Regions from separate parts of the Arachis hypogaea genome. Here region 1 is linked to region 2. Evidence: chromatin contacts called from public Hi-C data. All regions are on one chromosome and are shown on one strand. The core of a region is the stretch at or near the end of the contact, and the rest is flanking DNA. Distances in the headings are between cores, read along the strand shown.

Region 1 (6,179 bases), core at 1,052-3,551, 210 kb after region 2:
CTCCGAATATTCGACCATGGATGTTCCTTTGCTGTGGCTGGCATATTAGAGCATTCTCAAGGCTGGTATCCCTCAGAAGAATGCTGTCTCGATCAGCTAAGGCTGGCATGTCACAGAAAATTCTTCCCTCAGCCAGCAAGGCCTGAAGTCTATTTGCTTCCCCATTCTCAAAGTCCCTTTTCTCCCCTCCTCTTTTCCTCTTCTTCAGATTATTTCTTGCTTCAGCTTGCTCATAAAGAAGTTTTTCGTGTTCTGTTTCAGGCGAGAGACGATTAACCGGAGCAGCCTTCCCGGTTATTGAGTCTCGAGCAACAAATATGAAGTTGGCTGTCAGTGCTACTGAGTCTGAGGCACTGCCATCTACACATATTTTGATAGTGCATAAGTTGACTGTGATTTAGGGCGTGTTTGTTTCAACTTCTAAAATAAGTTATTTTACCAACCAAAACCTTCTATATAATTGAAAAAGCTGAAAACTATTTTTTCTTTTGAGAAATTACAATTTTCAGCTTCTACAAAAAGGTTGGAAACTGATTTCTTTTTAAATTTTATCCTATATGTGAAAACTGGTTTATTTAGTAACAAAGTTATTTTGTGGAAAAAGGCAAAACAAACACACCCTTAATATGAAAAAGAAAACAATGAGAATAAAGGGAAAAAGTGAAAATAAAAAAAAATGAAAATGTGATTACTCTCCACTATAAAGATTTGTAGGACACCACCAGAAATTATTGTTGTTTGCAAGAGAATCACATTTGTTTTTTAAGGTTTATGCAAATCATGAAGGCTGTCATGAGAAGCAACAGGAGATTGAGAAGCTAAGTTTAATTTGGACACCTCAGTTACTCAAATTGTCAAGGATTAATCTGTGATCCCTACAATTAAAGATGTACCTTCTTTGCATTGAGTAACCTCTAGTTGAATCTCTATTGAGGACCTCCCAACCCATATAACAGAACCAACTATTTTAAGATCATTGTCAACACTAATTGGCCTCTTTAACACAATCTTGTCAACAGATGCAGTGACAACTATAAGTGGCCTTGTTGTGCTAGCTTCATCAGAACAGTGCTATTCCACAAACAAATAGAACTCATTAAAATTGACAGTGAATACAATTTAATTAAAATAACAGAAGAGTGCTAGTGTACCACACCAAGCTCATTGCAAGAAAACCGAAAAATATTCAGTACTTTTCCCATTGTTAAATTTATTGAATTTAAGAATCAAACTACATTTGACCTACTACACAACAAATCACTAACCACAAAAATGAAAATAATCAAAGTACAACCAAAATTCCAAGTCCAAGAACATCATCGTATCCATCCTCAATTGATCAAATAATCTTATTACAAGGACAACCCAGATTATCATTCCGAAAACACTAAAAGAATTGCTGAGTAATCGTAATAAAAAGTTCTAAGAAATCATGGTAGTCACTAGACAAAATGAAGTGGTATGATGTACTTATTCATGGAATAAGCAAAACTTATGAGATTATGTCAATGCATTCTGAAAATTAAATTGTGGCAAAGTTTCAATCTTTCTAGGTAGCGAAAATGGTTATCATCAAAGTAGAACTTAGTTTGATTTTCAGCCCCTCACCACATACCCTCTAAACTTCACCTTACAACCACATTACAACCCAAAATTACATTGCTTCTCCAATTTACCCGAATTTCTGGTTCTGAATTCTCTCTAATACTTGAAATTCCTAGTAAAAAGTATGTTCCAATTGAAGCAACACCCACATAACAAATCCCTAAAAAACCTTCAAAAATCAAAACTTTCTTATTGAAATGTGATCATAATTCAGAATTCACACCTTGACAGAAATGGTTCCAGCTAAGGCATCAAGATCCTCTAACAACTTTCCAATCCTGACCTCATTCCAAGGGTCCCTATACTGCTCTCTGAGGACGAAATCGGAGGAGAAATTGTAGATGATGCTGGTCCTGCTCTGCGACGGTTTCTTAGTGAGCAACGCGCCCTGCGGTGGCGCGTCCCTAGGTGGGTCGAGAAGCCTCTCGAAGATCTTGGTCCTTGCTTCCCAGAGTGCGGTGGTGACCGGAGAATGGTACATACCGGGCCATAATGCGATGGGTTTGCGGTCGGCGGCGGTGGAGGGAGGAGTGGTGTTGTTGTCAAAAGGGGCGGTGGTGAAAACAGGGATTGTTCCATTAACGGGGATTGTGATGTAGGTGTTGGTGTTATTGGAAGAAGGAGAATTGTTCAAGTCCATTGTGTTCTCGAGTTTCTTCTTCTTTTTTTCGTTCACAAATCTATATATACTCCTTTTACTTTGACTTTGACTTTTCACTTATTCTTTATGTTGGTTTACCTAATCAGCCAACGGTGTTGGCAGTAACGGTTTCATTGCGGTGTGAATACAATATTGAGGTTAATAATTGTTAAATAATTTGATTAAATTATTATTTAATAATTTTTAATTATTAATTTTATATAAAAATAATTGTATGTGATTTTTTATTATAATATAATTCAATATTAAAGTTAATTAAAATTTTGATATTAAAATTTTAAATAAAGATTAATAGTTAATTAGTTTATGAAAGATGAATTTTTTTTAAAATTTGTTCATAAATGATTTATTAATTAAAATAATTTTTTAAATTATAAATTAATTATATTTAATTATTTATTGTCAATAATTAATGATATAAAATATTAATTAACAGTAATAACAATACTTAACATATCATATATATATATATATATATATTTATTAAAATCTATTATTTTAGTCTATTTTTTCAACTACATCAATCTTAATCTCAATATAATTTTAAGACTAAACTAATAAATTTTTATAAATATATCTGTTTAATATTAAATTAAATATATTAGGTGTCATATATAATGTTAGTAACATTTTACATAATAAATTATTGATAATAATTATTAATGAAATGACAAAAGAATAAATGTAATTAATTTATAATCTTTGAAGATAAAATTTTTTAAAAATTAATTTAAAAAATAACACATCTTTTAAGAACTAATTTAATTATTAATTTTTTTAATAAATTAAAAACTTTTAAAAAATTGTATCATTAAACATTTCATCTTTTATATGTTTAATTATTTTTCTAATTAAATGTTTATGAATTGTATCGAAATATTACGTACTTCATTGTTATTTAACAGTAAACATATTATTGTAAACCAAATTTAGTTTTATACACGTCAATATAAAAATAATTTTATATGTGTATCTAAATATATAATAATGTCGTATTAGTAAAAATAATTATTTTTAATATTTATTTAAATAAATGAATAAAATTAGATGATCATATAAAATCATTTTATACTATATATCAAAATAAAAGAAACTTATAAATTTTATAAAATTTAATTTTAATACACTATCAGTATAAAGTAATTTTATATTTGTATCTAATCATATAACGATACATCAATAAAAAGAATTTCTTTTTACATTAATTACGTGAATGGTTATCTAAAAAATTAGATATAATTGTATGATTATATAAAATATTTTAAACTATTATAATATTAAAATTAAGCTCAATTATATATGCCTTAAAAAATATGACTTAAAAAATCTATTATATATTACTAATTTTACAACTAAAATGTGTCATATATCACTCTTTTATTGCAATTAAAATTAAATTTTTCACTCCAAAATTAAAGAGTTTTTTCCTTTTTCCTCTTCCTTTGTCTATCTCTCGTTCTTTTACCTACTATATCCCTTTTATATATCATTATCAATAACTAATTATAAATTTGACGATCAAATGTGTGGCATAACATTCTCTAATTATATTATAATTATAATTTGTTCGGTTGCTCGTTGGAAAGGTGAATCGGATGGAAGATGGGTTGTGAGCAACGGGTTGAAAGGAGGGGAATCTAGACTTAGGTGCAAGCTCCACGAGAGGAAGTGTTATCCTGATTATCGGCAGATCGGCGGGTAGGGGCCACCTGTAAGGACACTCCGATGCTAAAGTAAGTGTTCGTACAATGCGGCAGCTAATTAAGGCAAGAGTGATGTACCTCTGAGGAGGGGTAGTCCCTTCCTATTTATACTCTGTACTCGGGTGGGCCTTTTCTCTTGAACCTGTCTGCATTGAAGGTTTTGTCAACTATCCAGGTCTTCTCAGTCGGGTATGAGGTGATACGCGGGGTCATCTTTACATGCAATCAAATACTCGTTGGATCGATGGTCCGTAAGTAGATCCTGACCCTTATTGGACCGAGCTGAAACACAATTAAAATATTGAAATTGAAATATAACTATAATATATATTATATATTATTAATTAATTTAATAACAAAAATATGTTACATGACATTCTCTTATTAAAAATGAAAAGAAATATTTTCTTCCAAAATTTATAATTTTCTTCCTGCATTCTCTTATCTACTACTCTCTCTTTTTCTATTTCTCTTTATTCTTCTCCTTCTATATATAATGTATATTTTATATTTTATATTTTATATTAGTAATTAGACAAATTAAAATATGTCACCAGATATTTTTCATTACAATTAAAATAAAATTTTTTCTTCTAAAATTAACAAATTTTCTCCTTCATTCTTCTTCTTTATCTTTTTCTCTTTTTTCTCTCATTCTCTATTTTTTTCTACCTTTCTATTCTAAAAAAATAAAATTAACAAAATAATATAATTCAAATAAAAATTATTATTATTATTATTATAGTTTTTATTTAGTTTTAATTTTTTTTACCGCTTATCTTTCTAATCTATATTTTCATTTTTCTTCCTTCAAATATTTATTACATATAATTTGGAGAAAATACTAATATTGTGATTAAAAGTTAGAATCAAGATTTAATTGTATAAAAAAATTAATTTTGAATTAATTTTATAACTAACAATATAAATATCTTTATATTAATATCTAATTATATTTTTATATATAGAGAGAAAAAATATTATTTTTAAATAGCAAGCATAAAAATTAATTATTTTTATTTGTGAAAGAGACTTAACACATAATCAAATATAAAAGTATACATGTTAAATTCTTTCAAATTTTAGATAACGAATGTTAAAATTAATTATTAGTAAAAAATTAAATTCTTCACATAAAAATAATAACTAAAAATCTTATTATTTATTTTTTTATCTACCGAGACTTAGTCTTCTTAGACGACAAAAATTTTTGTTTTCTACGACTTTTTTATAAATCTTTTGTAGCATAATTTATAATATCAGGATAAAATCGACATAATTTTAAAAGATTTATATTTGCATAATATTATTATGGATAAAAATACTAGTTTATAAATAAAAAACATCTGTGACTTCCTAAACTAATTTTTGGATTAAATTAAAATTGTCCCAAAGATAGAAGCAAGAGGTAGGAACACAGGTCTAACTAACCACTCGATGGGATTACGGGACAATATTGAACTGAGTTTTTAATTAGTTTCATTGAAGGCTTGTTTAGTTGTTAGTTTTGTCATACTACTTGTTAACTTGTTATTACATGGTACTATGGTATAGGGTGCACATGGTTTGCTAAAGTCGAATTTGATGTGAATCAGATTTGATTCGAAATATATACTGAATTTATTTATTAGATTTGAATCGAGCTATAATTATATTGGATGTCGGACCCTTAATATTACATTACGATGATACATTTTTATAAGGTAGCATGTAAAAATATCTAAATTTCTAAGACTCCAACCATTATTTAATATAGTAAAATTCACTTAGAAAAATATAATAAGAACTAACTCTTCTTCAAAATTAAAGCATAACCACAATCAATACTAAAACATAACCACAATCAATACTAATATTGTCTAATAATACCAAATATTTAAATCAATACAAATAACACAATATTATGCATTAGTCTAAAATCTTATGCATTCTAAATATAAAATATTAACTTACAATCTTATAATGACTAATATCACAAAATATTAAAGTTTACAATACTTAAATTCCACATAAAAATAGTCATGATCCATCACTAATAACACAAAATATTAATTGTGTATGATGACCAGACTACCAGGCCGACTTCGAGTGACCCGAGCTATGGCCCGGGTCTGACCCAAAATAATGACCGAGTCTATTTTTGAGGCCCTTACCCGACACTAAACCCAATAAAATCACACCAAATTAATCTCAAAAGTGTTCGAGACCGG
Region 2 (6,241 bases), core at 3,565-6,064:
AATTCGATTTATACTTAAATTCGGGTTTCCATGTAATTCAAATTCTTTTAATTCGATTTATATAAAAATATGATTAAAAACATATATGTAACATTATTTATTTTGGAAGATTCATATAATGCTGGCATTGCTTAGTACATATTTTACCCTTTTTTTTATTTCCGAAAAGTATAAGTAACTAATAACATTTTTAAATAATGTGAATTAATAGGGTTAAAAGAATAAATTAATTTTAAATTTAATTAATAATATTAAATTAGGGTGTAGTATATTTTTATTTGATTGATAGTTATTTATATTGTTTAAGATGATCATTGTTTACTTAACACTCTACTTTTATTTATTCACCTAAAAATTTGTAATTTTTAACTAACAAGAAAACCACCCAAAATGTGAAAATCTTTTTCATTTTCTCAAATTTTCCCGCCAAAAAGCAAAATGAGAATCGCCGAGATCTCATCGCCGGAGCTCAGGCCAAGTTCCCCTGACACAACCGACACTTACCACCGACTCATCCCCAAAATTGAGTCCACCATCAAGCAGCTCGAAGCCCAATCTGCCTCCGGAAAGTCATCACTGGGAACAACCTCCGCCGCCGCAACCGAGCTCCGGCAACTCGTGACTCAGCTGACTCAATTCGCTCCGTTTCCCAACTCCCTCGTGCTCCAGATCTGGAAGCTCAGCTACCGCCTCTGGAACGCTTGCGTCGACATCTCCAACACCGCCGCCGCCACCATCCGCTCATCCGCCTCAGAAAACCATGCCGAACTCCGGCACATAGCAGCTGACTTCCTTTTCATCGCCGGCGACGTATCCGGCGTCCCTTCTCCGGCGATAAAGACGGCCTCGTTCTACCATAAAACCGGCCTGATCTGGCACAACCTCCGAAGGTTCGACCTCGCCTCCAAATGCTTCGAGAGAGCTACGGATCTTCTCTCGAAGCTCGACGTCTCTTCGATCTCCGACGCCGGAGAGCGAAAACTGCTCCTAGATCTTAACCTCGCTCGTTCCCGAACCGCGTGGGAGATTCGGGACCTGAATCTCGCGGTTGCGCTTCTGAATCGAAGCAAAAGCTTGCTCTTCGGTTCCTGCACTCACTACATCGAGCTCGCGAAGCAGTGCATGGAGTTTGGGAAGCAATCGCTCTCGAGAAGCAACGAAGAAGAGAAAGAAAGCGGTTATAACGGTTTGGGCGAAGCGTTGAAGCTGATGAACGAGGCGTTGGAGGTTTTGGAGAAGGGATTGTGTGCGGCGAGAACACGGGAAGAGAAATTGGAACTGAGAGGGTTGAGGTATAAGGCTTTGAGGTTCATTGCGGCGATTCATTTGCAAAAAGAAGAGTTTGAGAGTGTGATTAAGTGTGTAAAGGTTCTGAGAGATTCCAATGATGGCGGTGATGATCACCCTAGCATTTCGGTTTTGGCTATGAAGGCTTGGTTAGGGTTGGGGAGGCACGGAGAAGCGGAGAGGGAGCTGAGGGGGATGGTGATTGATAAGGGGATTCCGGAAGGGGTTTGGGTTTCAGCCGTGGAGGCCTATTTTGCTGCGGCGGGAACTGCAGGGGCAGAGACGGCGAAAGGGGTGTTCTTGGGGCTGTTAGGTAGGTGCCATGTTAGTGCCAGCGCAGCGGTGCGGGTGGCACATAGGGTGGCTGGAAATGGTGGTGGTGAAGGGGGTAGGGTGAGGGCTAAGGTGGTTGCTGAGCTGGTGTCTGATGAAAGGGTGGTGGCACTCTTTGCTGGGAAGGAAGCTGATAAGGATAAAGTGGCAATGCATGCGATTCTATGGAATTGGTATAATAATAATTCATTGATCGATTTGCTAATTGTTTCTTCTTGTTGCAAAGCTGCAAACAATTTGAGTATGACACATTAATGTTTTATTGAATTCAGGCATACTTTTTTTGTGTAGAGTTTAGGGCTTAAGACATTTTTACATGAGATGCAAATATAACGACGATTCATACTCCATAAAACTGTGAACATTTTGTTTTTCCCCTCAACGTACAGTCAACTGTTTCGGATTCTATGAACTTTATCATGAGTGCTATTATATATGAACTATTAGATTTGTTCTATAAGAAAGTTTCCTTTATTTAAGATTAATGGATGATAAACTAGATGGTTATTTGATAAATTGAACTAGAAGGACTCGTCATCATTCCAGAAGTAATAAATGAAACTCATTATGGGTCTGGCATAGAATTTCTAGCTGACATGATTTGTCGGAGCAGTGTGATAAGGTGGGGTGTGTCTTAAACTGTTGAACTTCAAACTCAGAAGTAGTTGGATTTGTTAGTCGTCAGCAGTTTTATCATTTCAAATTTTTATGTGATCGACAGTGCTGCTGATAATTTTCAATCAAAAGATTATGAGACAAGTGCAGAACTCTTTGAAAAATCAATGCTGTATATTCCGTATGATACAGAGAACAGAATACTTCGAGCCAAAGGCTTTAGAGTTTTGTGTCTCTGCTACCTTGGTCTCATGCGGCTTGATCGTGCTCAAGAATACATAAATGAGGCTGAAAAGGTATTACATGAGTCACGGACTAACGACAATGAGAATGTTGAATTTATTAATCTGAGTTTTACCTACCTATGAAACCCTGATATATTATTCATAATTTTCAATTTCTGCAGCTTGAGCCCAACGTTGTTTGTGCTTTTCTTAAGGTGCCGAACTCTCTCTCTCTCTCTCTCTCTCTCTCTCTCTCATACATATAGGGGTTTCAATATCTAATCATACAAATATTTATGTTGAATTTATCTAACCATACAAATATTTAATGATTTAATAATGGGAAGTTTATATTAAAAAACTAAAAGCTTAAGTGTCCAATGCATTAAATATAATCAAAATTTAAAAGCTTTCCCTGTCTAGAAAGTAGAATCATTTAACTTGTGACCTTAGCAAGGCACCATATTGATATAGGAGGTCTATAGTAGCAGAAAATTCATAAAGTTTACTGATAGGTCGATTTCCCATGTTATTCTTTAGGTTGATCACACGACTTTAAGACCAACCCATTTTCTTTTCATTAGGATAACACTCTTGATTGATATGAAATGATAGCTTACAGTAGCGTTCATTTGTTCAAGTCAGTTCAAAATTTATCTCCAGAAGAATGACCACCAAGGTGCTATTGCTCAAATCGAAGCGATGACTGCATGCCTTGACTTTCAACCAGATTTTCTGTCACTTTCATCCCATGAAGCTGTTGCTTGCCATGCTCTTCCTGTTGCTGTTGCTTCTTTATCAAGTATGCTAAATTTATACACTTCAGGGAAGTCCATGCCAACAACAGAAGTAACAGTCCTTCGCACCTTGGTAACAGTCCTCTCTCAAGAACCAGGCAATGAGCAACAAGTCCTCAAATTCTTAAAACACGCTCATACCCGGGCATCTGATCTTGGTCCTGATTGTTTCTTTGGAAAAGAAGAGGTTGGAAGACGGGAACGGAATTGGTTTGCTGTGACTTCCTGGAACCTTGGTTCAAAAACAGGGAAGGATAAGAACTATGACTTATCTGCTGAGTTCTTAAGATTGGCATCAGATTTTTATGCCCTACTTGAAGGGTCCACTGAGAACAATATCATGGTTTGTAAGTCACTGGTACTTTCTGTATCATCAATGGTAGCTTTAGAATTTCAAAGGGAGGCTGCTATGTCAGAAAATGAAGTCAAGCGAGTTGTGCAATTGCTAGAAAGAGCCGGGCAGGTATGAAATTTGAGGGGTTTTTATTTTTTATTTTTTATTTTTCATTAAGTGTACTATGTTAATAAGTAGACATTGGAGAGTATTTAGTTTTTGGTTTTGTTTTAACTTGGAATCCTGTTGAATATTGTCTTGTTTCTCTGTTGTGTATGCAGATGCTGAAGTCAATTACAGCTGGGAACTCACTCAGCGATGATCAAGATACCATTGATCCTGAACTTTTTTTCATATACACTTTCTGTGCTTATGACATACAAGGCAGGCTGAATGATTTAGGTTCACAACTCCTCAGTGTAAGAAGTTTCGCCAAGTCAAAGGCCTGCAAACCCCACCACCTCCTTCAGATAGGCCTCTATGCCTCCCAGGGTGTGCGGTCGAATCATGAAGTAGCCACCTTTGCTCTAAATGAGTGCCTCTCATCTTTCCTTTCATCACCAACTCCAGATTATCAAAACGTTGCCCTTGTTGTTCGCAAGCTTATAGCCATTGCCAGCATTCACAAGGGCGATACAGACGATGATCTTGTGTATGGCATGTACAAGCAAGCATACCGGATAATGGTTGGTTTGAAGGAAGATGAGTATCCAGTTGAAGAAGGAAAATGGCTAGCTATGACTGCATGGAACCGAGCAGCAGTGCCAGTGCGGTTGGGTCAGATTGAATTGGGCAAGAAATGGATGACTGTTGGCTTAGACATTGCAAAGCATGTTTCGGGGATGGATGCTTACAAAGCATGCATGGAAGATCTCCTTGGAACATTGGAAAAGAAACCTTGATATGGAATGAATCTAAAATCCAGTTTCTGACAATTGAAAAAACTCTATATACATCTTGCACAGGAAGGAAGTGATATAGGACTAATAGAATAGGAGTGTATAAATTAAAAAATAGCTGGTGTTTATGCTTTGTGTGTTCCGTAAGATTTATAAATAGAATCTAACTAGAATTCTATTCCTGGTACACCTGATAACCTTCCAATACTTTTATACTCTTACACAGATAATAAACATCAAAATCGTAATAATTATGTTTTGTCTAGATTTTTTTTGTATTTTTTATTTTAAATTAAATTATAAAATCCCATCTGGAATTCCGGATATAGAAAGGAGTTTTGAATAGAATAAAATAATGTGTTCAAGTACAGGACATATATTTTATGTACATAACATAGATAAGATACACATAAAGTAAGCCCTATCTCTATCCTTGTGTATGTAATTTCTCTCCCTTGTCATGGATTCACCATCTCTATTCCTCTCCTCTTATCCACTCTTCAACAAAAACCACCCTAAAACCCAGAAATTCCCCACCTTCAAAGCCTCCTCTTTACTCTCAAACCATCACACACCACACTCTTCACCCCAATCCTCTACATCTTCTCCTCAACCCTGCAAGAATATATCATTTTCCACACTCCAAACCCATTCTCCTAGCTCACTTCAAAACCTTCTCTTTCCCCAAAATCTCTTATCAAAATCTTGCTTTTCATTAACTGTGATTGACCTCTTTGCTTCTCTTCCATCCCTTGCTGATGAAGCTGCAGCATCATCCCCTTTAGTTGAGTCAGATGCAGGCAAAATCAACTTGGAAGAAATTCTGGTCTCCATTGATAATTTCTTCAACAGATACCCATTTTTTGTTGCTGGGGTTACCTTCATTTGGCTTGTTGTTATACCAATTGCACAAGAGTATTTCAGGAAGTACAAGTTTGTGTCGGCCATTGATGCTTTCAGGAAACTCAGGGATGACCCTGATTCGCAGCTCTTGGATATCAGGGACAGAAAGAATGTGAAGTTTTTGGGGTCCCCCAACTTGAAACTGTTGAATAAGGAAGCGGTGAAGGTTGAGTTCACAGAGGGAAACGAAGATGGGTTTGTGAAGAAGGTATTGGGGAGATTCAAGGAACCTCCAAACACTGTTCTCTGTGTTTTGGACAGGTAACAGGGTTCATAGAAAAGTAATTCAAATTGAATTCTGTATCACGTACAATCTGTGTGATCAAGATATTAAGATTTTTTTTTTCATTTGGCATTTACAGGAATGGATGACACTAGTGAGTAGATATAAGATATGCTTAATATGTTTAGCTACCGAAGATGTTTAAATAATAAATTAACATTTTGTTTTCATTTTTCTTTTCTTCGTCATTTAGGGATATAATAAATTTTGGTGCAGATTTTCATTTTATATTTTGTATAAGATACACCCCTCTGTGGCTTCTATTGTGTGTTTTGGCGAATTTGGATATAATTTGGAGAATAAAACTCCAGTTATCTAATCACTGTTCTCTCAAGTCTCAGAATGATTTTATTTTAACGTGACACAACCTTTTTGTTGACTTTGCATGATAAAATCCAATTTTCTAAACATAATTTATAACTGGACATTATAACATCAATGTAGCTGTGTGGAGTTTGCAGTTAATAATAGCTTGTATCCTTTAACTTGATTTCTCAAATTTCTCTTTTTCATCTTTCAATATGTTATTGTGAATGAATGCATAGTTGATTGATTCAAACTCTGGT

Evidence for each region. A called contact is a pair of places that touch in the nucleus more often than the background predicts.
Region 1: a Hi-C map of leaf shows a contact between it and region 2, with 6 times the contacts expected there. The contact joins the promoter of LOC112797624 here to the promoter of LOC112797620 in region 2. A contact is called at or near these places in 3 of 8 Hi-C or Micro-C datasets (leaf and an unstated tissue).

The regions. Positions count from the first base shown.
Region 1 is chr4:120,282,195-120,288,373 of arahy.Tifrunner.gnm2.J5K5, forward strand. It overlaps LOC112797624 (acyl-coenzyme A thioesterase 2, chloroplastic), which reads right to left and starts at 2,302. Exons shown (of 5, transcript XM_025840658.2): 1 at 1,829-2,302; 2 at 894-1,071; 3 at 1-360. The coding sequence starts at 2,245.
Region 2 is chr4:120,071,547-120,077,787 of arahy.Tifrunner.gnm2.J5K5, forward strand. LOC112797620 (rhodanese-like domain-containing protein 4A, chloroplastic) reads left to right here and starts at 4,815. Exons shown (of 4, transcript XM_025840654.3): 1 at 4,815-5,653. The coding sequence starts at 4,950. LOC112797619 (TPR repeat-containing protein ZIP4) reads left to right here and starts at 355. Exons shown (of 5, transcript XM_025840652.3): 1 at 355-1,793; 2 at 2,342-2,531; 3 at 2,642-2,674; 4 at 3,105-3,719; 5 at 3,872-4,754. The coding sequence starts at 439. The coding sequence ends at 4,492.